Linked DNA regions of Drosophila melanogaster: region 2 is linked to region 1. The links are chromatin contacts, called in public Hi-C maps. All regions are on one chromosome and are shown on one strand. The core of a region is the stretch at or near the end of the contact, and the rest is flanking DNA. Distances in the headings are between cores, read along the strand shown.

Region 1 (6,617 bases), core at 2,059-4,558:
AAATTAGCTGCTATTTCTCCATCTTCCCCTCTCTTCCATTCCGCCGCCCTCGCATTTTCTTTCCATCTCTTTCGCACCCGTATCACCTTCGACTTTTATTTGCAATTTTGCTTTTAGCCTTTCTTCGCAGTTGCAGTGCAAATAAATAAAATATAAATGTCTCTATCCACTCACACACCGATGCTTACATACATATAAGTGGGTGTATGTATATAAATATACATACATATGTACATATATGTATATGTATAAATAAGTTTCTATATCTGTCGGATATTTCATATTTATTTATCTACCACAAACACGAAATAGTAAACATACAAACATTATACATACATATATACATACAATGAGGAACGGCAAAAGTCAATGTTGAATACAAACGAACATATGTATGTGTGTGTGTATGTGTATTTTGTTCATATGAAAACCCAATTTTCTTTTTACGCTTGGATTTCTATATATGTAAGTCACTCGATGATTTGAAAAAGTGGTCGAAAAAGGGGAGGAAACAAAACGAAAAGTACAAGTTGGTTCCCAACAAAATGTTTGAAATCCATTTATAATTTCGTAGATACTTTTATCTCATATTTCGAGATAAATTGTCACACTACACAGATATGTATCTATGTTTGTATACAGATGTATCTTTTCAATATTATTACACTTCAAAATACCTTACCTACATAATTGCATGCATATACATACATATGTATACATATCTCCAATTTTATGTGCAATTTATTGCTTGGGAAATACATAAGTGCTGCTTTAAAATTAGGATATTTTTCAGGTAAAAAGGGATTTTCAAGCTTTGGGTGCAGACGGAATAGATCTCGCGGTCTAATCAGGTAGCCGCATATCTCAAGGATGCGCAATAATAATGGGAAAGGACAACAGGGTTGGTTTATTGCTGTATCCCGCTGTATCTTATAACGATCACATTGTGATTTCTAATGTACTTTGAAGTGCTCGAAATCGATTAAATAATGTTCTTCATAGAAAGTATTATAACTTGGAAACTCAAATTTTATGCATATGGGATCATACATAGGTATGTATCTCAAACCAGGCGCTTACGTAAAAATTCCACTTTTTTTTATCTCTGGTTATATCACTTGATAAGCAACTGAATCATAGAAAATTGTTGGTCTTTGATTTGATGAAGCTTATTTGAAGAATTTGAGTGAATCACTTATGTATGTATGTATATGTAGATATGTTCTTTAATCCAATTATCTTGAAACTATTTTGTTTTTTACCCAAAAATCTTTTAATTATTTATTTATGCATTCCTAAATTGGGTTGAGTTCTATGAAGTGTGGGCATTGTTCACACATGATACAAAGAAGAAAAGGCGAAAATTAAAGAACTGAGCAACTGATGACAGCTAATCTTGCTTTCTTATTATCTGAAAATGTGGGCATGTAAAATTCCATAATTTATGAATCATCCCATCCAACAACAATGCACAAATATAATTACTTATATGTACATTAATATGTACATATGTATGTGTATGTGAAACGTCACACAAATCTACTATATTTACATACAAATGTATATGTGAGTGTGGAATTTAAGCAAAACGGATTGCAAGAATAATCGCAATGTTAATTGCAAAATGCGAGAAGTGAAAACAGAGTTGCCACGTCATACGGTGGCAGCCCTGATCGAGAGAAACTACGAAAGCGCTGACTAACTGTACTTCATCCCATTTTTCTTCTACTTTGCGAAGTTTTTTTTTATATTTTTCTTTTGTTGTTTCCCTTCTTTCGATTCTAATAAGCACACCCTTTTTTCGTCTCCGTTTTCTCCTTCTAATTTACCAGCGTGAATAGGCAAAAATAGAAAGGAAGATACATAAGTGGCACAGGAGAGAAACCCTGGAAGGACAAGGAGGTAGATAGAAGCCCAAAAAAGACCAACCGCAAAGCGAACCAAACAGAAAATAAAGCTAAAACCAAAACCAAATCGGTATGTAAAAAGTGATGGAGAAAAAAAGCTGCGTCGACGTCGCTGCCGTCAGCTTTATTGCGGAATTTACCTCTGCCGATTTCGCTAATCTCCCACCCACACGCACACAACCAAAAGGGGTTTATTTATAACTATGTATAACGGGGTGTCAACCAAAATCTCCTGAGATTTCCACTTCGACTGGCTTGCAAAAATCCCAAGAAATCTAGAAAATCCCCGGTGATTTCATTAATCGCCCTACCCATTTTAAATTTTATATTCGTACTCTAATATTAGTGTTACATATTTTATTGGATTTGACTGGATTGTGCTTCACAAATCTCCATGTGTATGTGTATGTAGCTATGTATGTATTTCAAGCTTGATACATACATACATACATATGTATGTACATGGCTCAGATCGAAGTGCAGCTGAAACATCTCCGAAACTCTCTTATCAATCGACACCTGTCTTCTCGGCTGTGTGCGTGTGTTTATGTTATCAGCTCACTTCCACAAACACACACGTACACACACACACACACAGTTGTAGCATGCGGAAGTGTTTTTGCTGTGTATTTTCATTGCTTTGTTGTGGTGGCCTCGGAATTCGGAATGGGAAAAAATTGCAAAACAAAAACATTTGATACAACCACAATGACAATAAAAATAATAATAATAATACTAATAATAATAATAGCTGAATATTATTCCTGAAATTTGTAAATTCTGCGCTGCAGAAATCTAAGCAATGCAATGACAACGATGACGACAAAAAGCCCACGACAGACTTTGGCTTTCAGACTCGTCGACTTCACTTGATGGAGGGGGGAAGCATTTCAGTGCCGGCCAGCCGGAGCATTGAGTGCCCTACATGTCAAGGTCGCTCAGGGAATGTTGAGCCCAGACTTTTGAGTACTTAACATTGCCTTTTCACACATAACCCGAAGCTTTTCACGTTCAATGTAATGTTACATTTATGGCTTATTTTTTCAATAGAATCCATTCCTATTTAATGTGTATTCCTTTTTTTCAAATTCTAACAATATCATTTAAGAGCAAGAACTTTACTCAGAATACCTTAATATTTATAGTTGAAAAATATCGTTTAAGCATAAAAAGCATACATTAAGAAGATATTCTTAACGATATCCCAAAAATTTCTTGCCAACCAATATGCCAACCGACTTACTGGGAGGGCACTTAGCTCCACTTCAGAAATGCTATAATATTGATAACAATAATAAAACAAAAACAAATGCTACAACAGCAACCAACGAGCGACGAATGAAAAGCGCAAGGCACAGATGACGAAAACGTCGACGTCGCTGTCGCCGACAAACGAAGAGCGAGCAAAAAAGTGGGAGTCGTGGAGCACAGATGCGGTGGGTGCGGAGGGCATAGAAAGCGATAGGCAGAAGAGATGTTCGGGAGGAGCGTGGAAAGGGAGGGGCAGAAGCACACCTGAAAGTCATAGTCATAACGGGTTGTTGTTCTTGTTGTCTGTGCGTTGTTTTTGTTGGTTAGGCGAAAAAAAAAAAAAATAAGAAGAGTATGAAGCAAGAATCAAAGCAAGGTAAATGCAAAAACAAACAAAAGGAAAAGGGGATGAATGCGCGGAGGAGGAGGAGGCCGATGGCAGTTGGGAAGAAAGAATAGGAAAAAGAGCAAAGAAAATGAAATCGCAAACAAATAAGAAGACAATAGCAAACTAAAATCGGCGGCAATGAAGCAAAGCGAGAAACGAGTTAAATTTACACCAAGAATACGGCGGAAAGGAGAATGAGAGAGGTCGTAGGGGTGGCATCGAAAGAGAGGAGAGGACAGACAACCCGAACTTTTCCCGAGCAAAGTTATCAATCAACCGAAAAAACGCTGTATTGACCGGATATTTGTTGTACACTCAGCTCGGAAATTCCCGTTTTCCGGGAATCGAACTCATTGTAATGTATTATGCATACATACATGCACATACATACATACATACATATCTAAATTCCTAACGACTTCTATTGAAAAAGAGAATTTCATTTACTCAAAATTTGCATTTAAGAACCATCTTATTTAATGTGAGCATTTTAATCCTACTACTAGTTTTTTTTAATGTGTATAAGAGCATCTATTAATAGAGGTTTTCATGAAAACTACTCATGATCGCAAATTTGTATACATACATACATATGTACATACATGTATGTAATATAATTTGTTATACAAATGTTACTATTCTTTTCCTCTTAAAAGCGGTTGAAAAGATCAACAATTCTTTCAATTCGTAATAATGTCGAAGGAGCTCCTCACAATTACAATATAAACAAACAGATGTGCAGTAAATCCTATACTTAAACATCATAGACCTGCATAGATATGTATGTACATATGTATGTATGCGTGTATCTATGGATAAATATACATACATATGTACATACATGTATGTAGATATTTGAACGGGTAAATATGTATGTGCATTTAATACGAGTGCCGGGTGGAGGCGGAGGGGCGTGGCGATGGGAGTGGGGCGTCTTTCGGGGGGTCGAGCGAAAAAACACAAAATATAATACTGGGCCAGCTGCTGTCTCGCTCGCACCCGCACCGCTAAACGGGCTGGCCTTGCGCAACGCGCTCGCTTGCTCACACACACAGGCACTGTGCTCTTTAATCTCCAGAGTTTACGAAGAGTGTGATAAGGAGAGCGGGAGTGTGAGAGGGGAGAACACTCTCGAGCGGTCGCGAACGGAAAGGCCCCGCTTCGCAACGCGTCGTTTTGTTTCGTTTCATTTCGTTTCGTTTGCAGCCACAACAAGTTTTTCAGCAGAAGAGCACGCGTGCAAGCGAGACGGGCATACCAAAAAATAATGCCAACGCACACACACTCACAAATATCTAACCGTTAACCCATTAAGGTCTCTGCGGGCTGCCCTCAAAATAAAAATAAGAGAAAAGCATATACTGCCAAGATTTCGATAGATAAAAGAGATCGCCACCACCGATAAAGTTCTTCGGGGATCAGCGATCTAAGGTTTTTTTTCATTGTCTGCTAGTATTTTTAGCAGTGGGTTAATGTCATACTCTATTAGTCATCTAATCGAGACCTAGGAAAGTATTGTTATGATCGTTTTCTGGATAAAAACAGTATTTCATGTAAAAGTACAATAATACTTGGGTTAAATTACAATATGTTTGTATTTCTCACATTGTTTTAATCTTTGACTATATAGAGACTTTTATTTCTTCAAAATCCTCGAATCCGTCTAAAGTCTTAAGTTATTTCTAATCATTTAAATATTTTGTGTCATGTTGATTTTGTTTTGGAGTTAAATCCGTTAAAATGTGTGTCATTGTGTGCGTGCCACGTGGTAATCGCGTACTCTATTCGCAATTTTGATTAAACCACCCCCTTATGAACATAACTGCAATTTTTTGTAGAACACCATCTAATCCCATTTTGTTTGGTATTACAATTTTTACCCAATTAAGAAATTCATCAAACCGAAAAAATGTGTTTATTTTATAACAAGCATTATAACGCAACTTTACACGACTTGCTTATCTGGGTATGTCCCTCTCTTTCCCATCATCGCTCCGTCTCACTCGTTGCTTTTCGCACGCTACTCTGTTGCTGTTTTCATTTTTTTCCCATTTTTTTTTGTTAATTCATTATTGAGGCCAATTGAATTTGTGTGAAGCAAAGTGTGCGAGTGTGTGTATCTGACAGAGTGTGCGTGTGTGTGTGTGTGTGTGCCTAGCAGCGTGCTTGAATGAGTGACGCAGCGACGGAGAGACAAAAAGACGGACGGACTTGCCTGCGCTGCGCTGCTTGGACGAGTACCCGGCAAGAGACTATGCAACACGTTTAAATATGCGCAACCGACGAGCGACGAACAACAACACGAATGCCGAACGAAAGGGAGAGAGCACAGAAACGAAAAAAAATAACCGAACACACACGCACATACACATACCAGCGCAAGTAATTTGGAAGAAGAAGCAGATGACGGCAAAGAAGACGAAGCAAAAGAGGCGGCAAAAGCAAAAAGCAGCAGCTGAGCAGAGAGTTTGATGACGTCGCCTGCCAAAGTCTAACTGTTCGTGGCACGCAGACACACACACACACACACTCTCATGTACAGATGAACTGGCCATACCCGCTCCCCATTGCCAACCCCCTCCTCACACCATCACTGCATTTTCCTTGCCTTTTTTTCGCGTCTTTTTATCGATGAGTGCTGGCTGTACTAGTGTTGTTCTTGTTGTTTGGGTCACAAGTTCGCGATGCCGGCTTATCCGAATTTTCAAATGACCTACAGTTCAGATACAAGTTAGAAATGTATATTTGCATACATAGCTTTGAAACAATATACATAGTAAAACAACTTTGGACTAATCACCTTAAAGGGGCATTTAAAATTGATGTTCTATATTTTTTTGCCCTTAAGATTTATGTAGATATATTTGTACATTCAGTATATGTAACTTTAGTGGTTAATAGGTAATCTAAACATTATACATTAGATAAAGACATATGCCCATTAGTAATAGGTGTAGGGCACAACTTGCTGCGGGGAAAGCACACACCAAACGGAAAAACACGAGTTTGCTTCCAGCCCGAAAGTAAATAAAATAATATCGGTAGTATCATAAATATGAAAATATATAGCA
Region 2 (6,617 bases), core at 2,362-4,861, 1.6 Mb after region 1:
CACACATATTTAATATGCACGCGAATAAAATGAAAAAGTCAACGGCAGTCTTTCAAATGAAAAAACTAAAAGTAACAAGGAAAGTTTTTTTTTTCTATAAATATAGAACTAAAACTATGATGAAAAAACTCATCATTTGATAATACTAATAAGTATGCTACTTCAGTTCTGGCTTCTTTCCGAGTAAATACATGATTTTCCAACTTCTTAGAAGTCATCTGCACGTTTTTGACCACAAAAACATCTTCTCCTTGAAATTATTTGTTGCACCTGGGTTCCTATAAGCAAAAGTAGTTTTTTTTTAGTGCATCTAAAAAGGCAGCTTATTGTAAGCAGCTTACATGAAGTCCACGGGGCTTTCAGCTCTTTAAATTTCTTTCTTTTGCGTTTCCGGGTGTATCTAAACAAGAATTTCGAAATGGTTTTGATTAAAGTGCTCATCTTCTTGAAAGCGCAGCACTTGTCTACTTACTGTGCCATTGCTTTGGGGAAGTTTTGCTTCCGATTCTTAGTCCTGTCGTTGAGCTTGCATCTGCTTTCGGTCTTTTCAATCTGTGGCTATGATTATGATGCAGTTGCTCCTCGCAGGAGAAGACGCGACTCTCGTCCTGCGATATCCACAGTCGCGCTTTGCACGTGCAGGTGGAATCACCATGCGATAGCCGGCTTGAAATTTAAACTAATGTCGCTGCAGCTAAGGACTTTGTTCGCATATCCAGAGCGGTGGAGAATCTGCAATTCAAATTGTTGTATATGTATATATTGTATGTATATATGTTTTAGCCACTCTGTAAAAGTCCCATGTAACATTCATGTACCTAAACTAAATGCATAAACAATTTTAAATAAACGTGCCAATTTAATGGAAAAAAACATCGATCACAGCTGATTTGCACTAGAAGGTTCGAGTCTCTGATAGCCAGCAAGTTGGTATTTTTGCAGCATATTTTTTCTGCTGTCTGCGCACCATAAAATTGTTTATATTACTTTTCAAAAACATTGGCAAGCGTATATTTGCACAAAATGTAACCCTTATCTTATAATCAAACGGGTAAATATATTTAAACGGGAAAGTGCAGCAAATGCAACGCGCGAGTCCGTTTCCACCACATGGTATTCGGTTTGGATTTTTTTTTAGTATTTTTTCGCGGCATTCTACCGCACGCGTTAGTGCATACGCACACGGCTCGCGGGGCATATTATAGCGACGCACCACGGTCACGCTGCTCAAAGTGAAACGGCCAAACGAAGAAGACGTATCGTGTGTGCTCAGACTTGTGCTCTCAAAATTTTTGGTCAACTACATTATTCAGCTCTGGTAGCGAAACAACAACAACAACTACTACTACTACTCACACTTAACAACAATACGAACGAAATAACAATGCCGTCGACGCAGCGCCGAAACGCAGATATATTTTTTTTTGTTAATTCTTTTGGAGCAAGCAAGTTCTTCTTCAGCGAGCAAAAAATAAATGAAATGCAGCCGCCGCACAACATGATATGCAGATTAATTTAAACAAAACAGCGATCGAACTACCGCGGGTGGGGGTTCTTTTTATCACTATATTTGACAACAATTTGTATACTGTTTTTATTTGTTGCCGTTGTTTTACCTTTTGGTCAGTCATATATGCAGATATATGTATATATATATATATGTATATCTTCATAAATGCACATGAGAATTCGCGGAACGGAACACACTATAGAAACGTTAAGCAGCGGCAGTAGCAGCAACAAGAACAACAGCAGCAACAACAACTACTACAACGAACAGAGACGACGTCGAAGGAAAGATTTTTACTCGCGTCGCGGTATACTTCAACTGTTTTTGAACTTTTATTGCGTGTTTGCTGCTGCGACAAAACTTGCGCGGCGCCACAAAGCGGAGAAAACGTTGACCGCGTGTGTGTGGCGGAGAGCATGCGCTCTCTCGCCCGTATACGTATACGCGCTGTTGTGCGGTGGTGTGCGTGTCTGCGCCAGTCGGTACGCGATTTCAGTTGCGCCGCCCGTTTCGCTCGCGTTTATCGCGACTCACACACTGAAGTGAAGGCGGGCGACAAGCGCTGCCATTGCCAATGCCACAGTGTTGTCCGTTGTTCGCCGCGTTCGCTCTCGCCGCAACTCGAGTCGATATGCCCGAATTCGCCGCCGCGCCTGGCTGTGTGTGACTTGCTTGCTCCAAATTTAGACGAACCCTCATTGTTTTCCTCCCCTGTCTCAGTTTAGAGTTTTAACTAAAAAAGATCACAAGCCAAAAAAAAAAAAAACAAAGAGAAACCTAAAGAAATATCAACCAAAAGTGTGCAAAATCCAAAAGATTCTACAATCCGAATCGAAAACAAAAACATAAGAACCACAAAAGCAGCAGCAGAAAGAGACACAGAGAGCAGCGAAAACTTAACTGCGAATTCAGCGGCTGAAGCAAAGCAGCGGAGCCCAAGTGCAAGCGAGACGGCAGCAGAGCTCCGCTGCAAGGCAACGGGATAGAAAGAGAGATAAATAGAGAGACAGCGCAGCAGCGATATAGAGTGAGAGCAGGCGGGAGAGCGAGTAGCGGCAGCGACAGCAACACAGCCACAAAAGAGATCGTGAGAGGGAGGGAGAGCTAGACGACGACCTACTACACAAAAAAAGGTGATAATTTTTTCATTTCATTCTTTTTACCTTTTGATTTTTCTTTCTTTACCCCCTTCGAATTTCGTTTTAGTTGTATTTTGTGGTATCTATAGTTAACACATCTTGTACGCCTAGTCTAGTTTTAAGTGAAAATCGTACGAATCGTACGTACCAAGAAATGCCAAAGCAAATAATGTAACTTGCTCTCTCTCTCCCTCGCACACTTCCTCTAGCTCTCGCTCTCATTTCATAACTCGTTTTCCATAAATTTCATATATATTTTATTCAGTTGTATATTTCTTTGTTCACCCCACTAAGAATCAAACGCCTTTCCTAATTCTCGTCCAAAAAGTCCAATCAATTCAAAATCATTACGAATTTCGATTTGCAGCTTTGTAGCTCACTTTCATTGAAACCACAAAGAAATAAATGAGAGAGAGAGAGTGTGAACATTTAACAGTAACGAGGGCTGTTATTAACATTTCAGCGGTGCGTAAAAGAAACCAATAAACATTAACAAAAAAAAAAAAAGAGAGTTGCTAAAAACCAAACAAAAATGTCTGCATTTTTCAATCCTTTCGAGTGTGTTTTGTGGGCGGGCTGACGTCTGACATCACGCGGGGCTGCTTCTTTTGCTCCTAGTTACTTTTCTTGGCCCAGAGCTGTGTGGAACAAGTCATAGTAAGAAAGTATCGTTGGTTTACAATGGGCACATTGGAACACTCTTCTATGGAAAGTGCACCACTTGCCCACTGTGTTTTTTCTCTCTTTTTCGCTGCCCCAGCGGCAAATCTTTATCCTTTCGCATCGAATTCGCCATCTAACAGTGTGCGTTAACATGAAAGCGCTAACAGCGGCAGGGCAGCCAGAGCCACAAGGCGAAAGGGTGAGGGGGAGAGTTAGTCAGTGGATGAGTGTTCGCCAGCAAATCGTAATATACTTTTGTAACAGACCACTGCTTCGGGCCGCGCTGGCGGCAGACTGAACCGCGTTGTCACACATTCAAAATTTCAACAAACTTCGCTACGCTGCCGACGTCGACGTCCCCACGCCAAGTTAACCAAGCGAGTGTGAGCGAGTATTGGGCTCTTGAATTCGCCTCACGCTCACTTGTCGCTTTGTCGCCGGCCGCTCTCCGTCTCGCTCTCGTTTTCGGGGAATAATTTCAATGATTTTTCTTTCCTTTGAAAAGAAGTTTCTAGCAGTTGTAGTTGTAGTCGCCCATGGGCTTAGATTGTATTTTTTATGTTGCTCTTCGTTCGTAAATTTCATTTAGTTTGGATATTTTATCATTTTACGAGGGGTTTTAGGCAGTTTTTACTCGATATTTGTACATTTTTGCACTTGTAGTTTCCGCAAGTTATGGTTTTGTTGCGGCATAGCTTAAGTTTTCCCCCACAAATGTTAAATTGAGTGGGTTTTTAAGCATTTTATCATATTTTTTGTAGGGTTTCTTTCAGGTATACGCTGTTAACTATAGGAGAAATATTGTTTTCAAAGTAACAAGTACTTATGTATGTGATTTTTGCCACTTTCGTACATTTTAGACAAATCAATGAATATTTCTCATTTTCAACATATTCTATTATACAATGACTAGCTGAAATACAGAGGTGGTCAAAAGTATTTACAGTATTGAAGTATTTTTGACCACCTCTGTATTTAGCCTTCATTGGTGGTCGTTCATATAATGTTGTTTCCCCACTATCTTATCTCTTTTGATTGGATTTCACATGTTTAAGGGGTCAAAATGAGTGTATTTTTCAATGCTCAATTCGCTTCCGTTTTCAGCATGCTTACTCACGCACACACTTGTGCGCTTTAAACGCTTACGGTTCTGTGTGTGCGTGTATGTAAATGTCTAATACTTGTGTCAATTTTCCCTAGTGATGTAATAGATTTTTTAGGTGCGGCTTTTTTTCCGCCTTCATTCGCTCTGCCATGTTCCACACTTTTTCATGCTCTTTAATATTATTTTTTTTAGTTTGCCAACGAGGTCAGACTGGCACAAATACACATGCAAATGCACGTGCATATGAGTGCGCGCACACAGAGACATCCCTAAATAAATCGCAGTTTGCAGTTCTCCCTTCCACCCTTGCTCTTCTGTCTCTCGTTTGTCTACCTTTCATATGCCCTACCTGTAAGCGATCGCTGTTGTTGTTACTGTTAAATGAATCTGTTACACTCCTCTTCTTTCTTAAAACCTTACTTCCGGCTTGATCATCTCATGCTCTCCCTCCTCTCGCTCTTTCTCACTGTTTCTGCATAAATAAGTTGCCCGCATTTTGTTGTTATCGCTAAATTCTAGTGTATGTGTGTGTGCTGGTTGGGTGTATCTGTATCAGCTTGTAGTATTTCTAAGCCTTGTTTTGGTTTCACGCCCTTTTTATTTAATTATCTGTAGAATGTGCGGCGACCCAGAGATTCCGATTCCGTTATCCCTCATTAAGAAAAGTAAACACCTGCCATAATATGTAAACATTACGCATTTACATATGTATGTACATACATGTACATACACACTATAAACCAAAGAGATTGCCGTTATTGTATTACGAATTTTAAGAATCAAGCTCATCCTAGTAATTGTTAATGTTTGTTTCATTATTTACTGGTCTGGCTACTCTTTTGGTTTGTAATATTAAAAGTAAGTGCGACTTTTCCTTCTCTGCGGTCGCATTTTCCAAAAGTAGAACAAAAAGCATTGGCTTAACCCCTTTTGTTCCCCCCATTTTCCGACCGATTGAAATACGCAAATGATTGATGTAACTTTGTTAGTGCTCGCTTCCTTTGCCTTTAAATTAAGCCCATTAAAATTAATTAAGATATTGACCCAGTTCGCTGGCAGTCGTCGGAAAAGCGTCGGCACAGAAACAAAATTGTTTCAAGTGCCTGACATTTTTACATTAAAGCGACATGACGTCATTAGATGAACTTGTTGTGCTCACTTTGCTTGTGTTTGTTGGTTTCTGCTGGAAAACGAGCATAAGCAGTTAATAATTGGCAGTGATTGCAATAAATGCAAATATGTATTCTTTTTTAAATGGAGCATGAAAAAAGAATATAAGGGGGAAAATCAGCAGAGATTGCAAATAAAAACTATAAACAAACCACGGAGTACTTTAATTTATATGTATGTATGTATGTGTGTGTACATGCATGTATGTACATTAACTGCGAAATTCCACTGTATTTCATTGGTTTCTTTCTTTCCATACTCGCTGGATGGCGGTAAAAGGGGGAAGGTCTGAGTTAGAAAAACAAATGACTTTAAAGTAATTGTGATAAGGCGATAAGCCACTACCAATTTTTCTGCTTGATAATTGATTTCGAATTCAAACCATTTGTTTATTTTGGGCTGGAAATATTTCAATGCTGTTTCTCTCTGCTCTCGACTTCCACTCTCTTTCTTTTTCCCTCTCTTGCCTTTTTTTGTCACTTCTTTCGTTTCTCATCTTCATCAACCTGTTGTTATTATTGCTTCTTTTTAGTGGGCAATTAAAATGAGCAGAAAAAATAAGAACTAAGATGAAAATGAGCAACGGTAAATTTAACTTGCTTGTGTGAGCGGGATGGCTGTTGTAAAAAATATTAGTTTAAAGTCTGGAACTATCAAATTTGCAAACATATGAATATGTACATATGTATATGTGTATCTATATCTATGTTTTCGTACATATTCAATAATGTAAGCAAGCGAATTTTTGACGTACAAAAACAACCTTGTTTCGGCTTTTTTCGTTTTGTTTTCTTCTCAATGATTTTTTTTTACTCATTTCGCATACATTTCAAAACAAACAATACAAATTCATTGATTTCGACTTTTACTTTCCTCCGCATAACTGTAAATTTTTTGCGCCTTCGCTGTGGTCGCTTTCTTTGTGGCGTCTTCTTCCACGGCAGAACACCAGCGCAAAAGAGAATCGAAATCTTGGACAGAGAGAGAAATAAGTGTGTCATCCACATGCCTTTTATTCAGCTTGACCCCC

What was found. Hi-C and Micro-C count contacts between places; a contact is called where the count stands out from the background.
Region 2: a Hi-C map of the Kc167 cell line shows a contact between it and region 1, with 2.4 times the contacts expected there. The contact joins the promoter of lawc here to the promoter of lncRNA:CR45531 in region 1. A contact is called at or near these places in 5 of 107 Hi-C or Micro-C datasets (the Kc167 cell line, eye imaginal disc and pre-blastoderm embryo) and 1 of 6 datasets of contacts at active chromatin or transcription factors (the Kc167 cell line).

The regions. Positions count from the first base shown.
Region 1 is chrX:6,857,031-6,863,647 of dm6, forward strand. lncRNA:CR45531 (long non-coding RNA:CR45531) reads left to right here and starts at 3,309. Exons shown (of 1, transcript NR_123816.1): 1 at 3,309-6,205. All of the region lies in intron 2 of CG14434, which reads right to left.
Region 2 is chrX:8,408,047-8,414,663 of dm6, forward strand. It overlaps lawc (leg arista wing complex), which reads right to left and starts at 3,612. Exons shown (of 4, transcript NM_001258650.2): 1 at 1,617-3,612; 2 at 473-732; 3 at 342-400; 4 at 1-278. The coding sequence starts at 1,928. The coding sequence ends at 1,707. Trf2 (TATA box binding protein-related factor 2) reads left to right here and starts at 1,226. Exons shown (of 10, transcript NM_206654.2): 1 at 1,226-1,318; 2 at 2,231-2,643.